2 separate regions of the Macaca mulatta genome follow, and region 2 is linked to region 1. Evidence: chromatin contacts called from public Hi-C data. All regions are on one chromosome and are shown on one strand. Each heading gives the region's core, a stretch centred on a gene start, on an enhancer-like site or on the middle of the called end of the contact. The rest is flanking DNA. Distances are from core to core; before and after follow the strand shown. Region 1 has its middle 100 kb from the start of WLS. Region 2 holds the start of WLS (Wnt ligand secretion mediator).

The links. A called contact is a pair of places that touch in the nucleus more often than the background predicts.
Region 2: a contact with region 1 is called in a Hi-C map of fetal cortex germinal zone, with 1.6 times the contacts expected there. The contact joins the promoter of WLS here to the enhancer-like site in region 1. A contact is called at or near these places in 4 of 14 Hi-C or Micro-C datasets (blood, fetal cortex germinal zone, fibroblasts and 1 more).

Annotation. Positions count from the first base shown.
Region 1 is chr1:172,263,274-172,266,519 of T2T-MMU8v2.0, reverse strand. No RefSeq gene overlaps it. Among named protein-coding and RNA genes, the nearest start is that of WLS, 100 kb to the left of the region's middle. Within about 2 kb of position 1,834, at least 5 of the 40 cell types and tissues checked have an H3K27ac peak or open chromatin away from gene starts, as enhancers often do.
Region 2 is chr1:172,368,177-172,371,552 of T2T-MMU8v2.0, reverse strand. WLS (Wnt ligand secretion mediator) reads right to left here and starts at 1,742. Exons shown (of 12, transcript XM_028832614.2): 1 at 1,362-1,742.

The DNA of each region.
Region 1 (3,246 bases), core at 585-3,084:
TTCCTTTCTTCCTTTCTTCCTTTCTTCCTTTCTTCCTTTCCTCCTTTCCTCCTTTCCTTTCCTCCTTTCTTCCTTTCTTCCTTTCTTTCTTTTTGACTGAGTCTTCCTCTCTCCCCAGGCTGGAGTGCGGTGGTGCTATCTCGGCTTACTGCAACCTCTGCCTCCCTGGTTCCAGAGATTCTTCTGCCTCAGCCTCCTGAGTAGCTGGGATACAGGCGAGCACCACCACGCCCGGCTAATTTTTGTATTTTTAGTAGAGACGGGGTTTCACCAAGTTAGCCAGGATGGTCTCAATCTCTTGACCTCGTGATCTGCCTGCCTCGGTCTCCCAAAATGCTGGGATTATAGGCCTGAGCCACCGCGCCCAGCCCTGCTTATTTTCATGCCTACAAATTTTTGATTGAAGAGCAGACATTGCTCATGTTATGTTTTGGAAGGCGGATTTTTTTTCCAATCCTTCAAATACTCATTAGGCTTTATTCTGGGATGTAACTAAGTTACTTGGAAACAAATTGATCCTTTTGACTTGCTTTTAATCTTTGTCAGGAAAGACCAGATCAGTTTTTAGTATAGGATTAATTTAGCCTCATTGGCAAGGTGATAACTTTGGAGTACTCTATTTTGTACCCCATATCTTAGGAGGTCTTTTACTCTTTCTAGTAGAAAAAGAATATTCCCTGACCCTGAGTGAGTTCTGGAGATTGCTTTTTTCTGATGGTTCTCTCCCGGCTCGGTAGTTTCTTTACACATGTGTGCTGATTAGTGTAGACTAAAGATGCAAGGGGTCCCTCTGCATCTCTTTGTAGTTGTCTCCTTTACAGTACTCTGCCCAGAAATTTTAGCTGCCTGGCCTCCCAGTGCTCCAAACATTGTGTCCTTAAATTGCTAGGCTCCGTTTGGTTCCTCCCTCCTGTGATACAGCCTGGAAACATCCCCAGACGATGAGCTAGGGCATCACAGGACTCATCTTTTTGTTTCCCTTCACTTAAGGATCGCTGTCCTGCTTTGCATGTTTCTCAGTGTCTGAAAACCAATGTTTCATATGTTTTATTTAGAGTTTTATTTTTTTAAGGTGGAAGGGTAAATCCAGTCCCTGTTAGTCTATTGTGGCAAGAAGCAGAAGTTCACATCCCTACTTTAGGAACCGCAGCCCCACTTCTCACCAGCTATGTGGACCTAGGCAAGTTACATAACCTCCTGATACTCGGTTTCTTCCGTGGTAAAGTGTAAACTTATAGTAATACCTATTCATAGTAGGGTAGTTAGAATTGAGTAAAATAATCTATATGATGTACTTAGTCTGTTGCTTGGCACACAGCAAGAAGTTATAAAATTCTAGCAATGATGATGATATTGATGCTTAGAAAACATCTGTTTATGGTGAACTCAAAGCCACAAGTTTCTCAATGCCATAAGTTTCATGTCTATAAAATGTCCCGGGCTGACCGGGCGTGGTGGCTCATGCCTGTAATTCCAGCACTTTGGGAGGCCAAGGCGGGCGGATCCCTTATAAAAGGAGAATTTAATTCCCAGTGATAGTTCCCACATGGAGTAAATTTAACCTGATAAAAATCTCACGAGACTGTCCTTATTTTCCCCTTTCTCTTCTGATTAGTTACTACTTGGCACACAGACTGATGTTTAGGAATCACCACTTCATGTGCTCCTTTAAGCTGCTGGTCCATCTACCCCTGGCGTTCCTGCCACTCTGGGGTCTGGCTCAGGGTTTGCCATACTCCTTAGTTTGAATCCTCCTGTTAACCCCCCCCAGGGCCCTCTACTGCTATGCTGGCAGTACTCATTGCAACAGTAACAATTGCTCAATGCCTGTTTTACTCTATGCAATACTCATTGCAACAGTAACAATTGCTCAATGCCTGTTTTACTCACTACTGCCTGAGGAGTAACTTGATCACTGTCACTTGCAGAGTAGCTTCCAGGTACCTTTAAGTATTTATCAAATCAAATTTCATTTGACTTCTGGGCTGACTTTCCTTTGGAAGTGTTCTCTTATTAAATGCTAGCTGGGTCAGGTGACTGTGTCCTTCTTAGCCTATCACATCCTTTCTCCCTCCTCTGAATTCAGAGACCAGAAGGCTTTTCAAATTGTTTCCTGATGCATTCCCATGGCAAAGGAAAATGACAGAGGACGCCTGGAGGTCCAGGAATATAGATCTACGCTGCCCACCACATACAGGAAATTTATTTGAAGTCTCATGATTTAGCTGAAAATTGGTATGATTGTTTTATTCTACTCCACAAATTATCCACTTAGAAAAACCTCTCTTTTAGTTACTCACCATAGAGTAAAATGAAGGGTCTAAATGTCCTGCTTGCATATGTTGACTTCTAATTCTCCTTGACACTAGTGCTGTATGCCACACAGACTTAAGTTTGAGAAAATCTATGTTCTGCTCCTTTGGCCTTATGACCCTTGAGAGAGAAGATAAACCAGGCCTGGAAAGTTTTGTTGCAAAGATACAGATGGGTGGCCAGGTGCAAATAAATATGATATTCAAGCCTGGCTGGGTCCCTCTTATAACCTAGAGGCTTGCTAATCAAAGTGTGGCCTGAGGATCACGTGGGAGACTGTTAGGCATGCAGAATCTGATGCCCATCCCAACCTGCTGAGTCAGCATCTGCATTTTAGTAAGACCCGGAGGATATTAAGAAGCACATTAAAGTTTGAGAAGCACTGTCCTAGATAAATAGATCTTTACAAAATAGAAGTTTTAACAAAGTAACGACAGTATGAAAGGATGCTGACACCACTAATCATTAGGGAAATGCAAGTCAATACATCAGGGAAATGCAACAACTACAATGATCAGGCATACTTCACACCCATTAGGATGGCTATTAGAAAAAACAATGAAAAATAACAAGTGTTGACAAGGATGTGAGGAAATTGGAAGCTTTGTGAACATGGCTTGCAGGAATGTAACATGACAGAGCCAGTGTGGAAAACAGGACAGTTCCTCAAAAAATTAAACACAGAATGATGATATGATCAAGCAATTCCACTTCTGGGTATAGACCCAAAAGAATTGAAAGCAGAGATTCAAACAGATGTTTGCATTCCTATGTCACAATAGATAAAAAATGGAAACAATCAAAATATTCACAGATGGATGAATGGATAAACAAAACGTGGTATGTACACATGGACTATTATTCAGCTTTAGAAAGGAATGAACTGATACATGCCATGACATGGATGAACATTAAAGACGTTATGCTAAGTGA
Region 2 (3,376 bases), core at 493-2,992, 110 kb before region 1:
TCTCCCGGAGCCGGCGCTGTCGCCGGGGGACCGGGGAGCTGTCACCTGCGGGGGGCTGTGGTGGGAGCGGGGGGCGCTCTCCTAAGCGCCAAGGGAGGACGGGGGATCCACAGTCACCGGCTCTCGGGGCTCTAAGAAGTGGGGGAAGGGATATTCGCGAGTGGGCAAGAGGCCAAAAGCAACAGCTTTCGGATACGCTTTTCCCCTCCGACCTCTCCAACTTCCCGCAGCGTTGGTCGAGGACTCCCTCCCACTCCACCCCATCCTATCCAACCGCCCGGCCCACAATTCGGACCTGTACACGGCAGAGCGTGGGGTGGAGTGCGGCGGGAAAGCAGGGCGCGAAGGTCGGGACCCCAAAATGCAAACCCTCAGCGCCTAGCAAAGACGACCAAATGCATTTACAACCATGCAAGTATCTCAGCCTTGTAACAGAGCTCCGGATTTGCGCCGGGCGCAGTTCCCCGACTCTTCTGTTGTTCCTAATAAAGTCGATTACGTTGCCCTCCCGGAGCTGATTGGAAGGGACCGGAGAGGAAAAGGGGGGGAACGCGGGAAAAAGCAGGGGGGGCGGCGAGCAATCAACTTTGTAACCCAGCGCTTCCTCGCGCGATCCGTCGCCATGCTTAAGATTCCCACCCCCGCCGCCCCCCTCCTGCCTTTCAAGTGGATACTGAAACTAGGCCAAAACTTTTTCCCCTCCTTTTCTCTTAGCCACTAGACTGGATTGTGCCCCACGGAGCCCCATGGAGCTCTGCTTTCTTAAGCACAATAGCCGGACTAATTAGATCATAGAAGCAAGGCAGTGATACTGTAACAAGTAGCCCAAGAGGCAAAGAGGGAAGGGGCCCGAAAAGACAGAAAGGGGGAAAAGTTTGCAGCTCTCCGCACTTACCAATCAAGCCTCCCACCAGAAAGGCGATGATTTGGAACACAAGCAGAATCCCACCAACAATGCACAGCTTCTTGGTGCTCATGTTTTCTATAATTGCCCCAGCCATTTTTGCGCCCCCCCTTTTTCTTTTCTCCTTGAAATAAATGTTTTAGGGTGAGCTTTTTGCTCCCTCCTCTCACACACTCCGTCCTCCCTCGCCTCCTTTCTGGGCGCTGCAAAACTTCAGAGGTGCTGGAGCGCGGCGAGGAAGGGACCGGGACGGAAGGCGCCCGCACGGATTCCCCCGGCGCAGCCGGCTCGGGCTCCCCCAATGCCCGGAGCTGTGATTGTGGCCGCTCCGCCGCCTGTGGACGCTTAAAGGAGCAGGGAAGCGGATCACATGACGCCGCCTCCCTCCCTTTCTTCCTCCCTCCCTCTCGCGCTTCCTCCCTCCCTCCCTCCCTCTCTTCCTCTACCCCTTTCCCACCAGTTCGGGGCTCAGAGCTCTGGCGGGTGCTGGCGCCCGGCTCCCGAGCCTGGCCTGCAACCTGTCCCTCCAGGGACTGGTGCCATTTGGGGGTTGCTGTTGATGTTAAGCGAGTTCCCCCTGCCCAGCTTCTCACAGGTTTCCTTTTCTGGTTTCCGAAGTGCGAGATTTAAATCACCGGTGGACCGCCTTGCAGACCTTTAACTTACGCGTTGACTTGAGGAAACGGTCCCCACCCCACCCCCAACTGCTAGAACTCTCTTTGGGAAAGAGGAGGAGAATTTTTTTAAAAGGGCCCAATAGATGCCTAAGTCAAAACACAGAGATGCGGAATAAAGTCTCAGCTCGAATTCTTTCTACCAGGTTCCCAGCCTCGTTATTGGACACAGAACCAGCTAAATTCCCCACGGCGCCCCTTGAGGAACCTGGCGCTCCAGCCAAATCAGACCACTGTTCGTTACTCCAGCGCCTGTGCTTCCACAGCCTTAACCCTGGTGATTGCCTTAAAGAGAACATGTTCTACTCCATCAATTTTAAACCTGATCCAAAACCAATTAGTCTAAAAAAAAAATCTAATTTTCCACACCACCTCCATGCAGTATCTCTGGGAACTGAGTCCCTACAATCCTGTGTTTACATTTTTACTTCCTATTGTAAGGATTTGTGTACGCGTTTGTCTCCACCACTGAGCTGTAAACTCCTGGGGAATAGGGACCAAGTTTTTTTTTGTTCTTTGTACCCCCCATGGTGCCTAACAAAATGCTAGCTCTAGTAGGTGCCCCATAATCTTTGGTGGAATGAATAAGTGAATGTGAAAGCAAGCCCACAGTTTGTATTTCAAAAGTCTAAAGAGATCTTAGTTGGTTTAGAGGGTACACATATTAAGTTGCAATGTTTGTTGTCTCTTTGTGAGAAATCATATATTTATAGTTATACTTAACTTCCCTAAAAAGAGGGGCGGGACTCCTGATAGAGATTTCCTGCTCTATCAAGTCTAAATTTCTGGTTTTCCATGTTTCATAAACTGGCCACTTTGTCAATACAACTCACCTTACTCAATAGACCCTTGGTTTGGTAAATACCCCACCTTGCTCCCCATACGCGCAGTTTCTACCACCACCACCCACACACCTGGTTTCTTGTCCCTCCCATCCTTACACACCCTCTTCATGCCAAGAGACTATTTTTCCCAGTCTTCTCTCCTCCTCTACTCTGTTCCTGAATTTTCATTGCCCTTATAGAAGATGTCATGCAGGTTACACTTAATAGAGGCATTCATTTCTAGTCTCCAAGTGGAACAGACACTTGTCAAGGACAAGCACCAAACTTTATGCATACAAAACTCCATCTCTTCACATCTAATAGTTCTTAACAGTTCTGAGGATATACAATCATGTGTCGCTAAGGATGTTTCAGTCAACAACAACATACCATGTATGTGACAATAGTCCTATAAGGTTATAAGACCATATTCTTGCAATACGTTTTCTATAGATATGTTTAGATACACAGAGTACTTACTCTTGCATTACAGTTGTCTATAGTCTTCAGTACAGTAACATGCCAGACAGGTTTGCAGTTGAGGAGCAATTGGCTACACGGTGTAGTTTAGGTCTGTAGTAGGTTATACTACATAGGTTTATGTAAATGCCCTCTATGACATTTGCACAATGACAAATCACCTAACAACACATTTTCAGAAAATATTCCCATCATTAAGCAATGCATGACTGTGGTTGTTATTTATCTATTCTCTCATGCAACTCTTTATCCAAGTCACTTATTGAGCCTTTAACATGTTCCAGGCTTTCTTTCTTAAGCACTCGAGGATACCAAGATGTCAAGGTACTTGCACCTGACCTAAAGGAACAAATGAGATGCTGGTTCTCCACCAAGATGATCCCCTGCTTTAAGAGAGCACTTATTAAATACTTATTTTAATTAAAAAGGGATATTTCTAATTGCTAATCAGTACTTCTGTCATGAGATTACCAGTAATGCCCAACTGAGTGGGA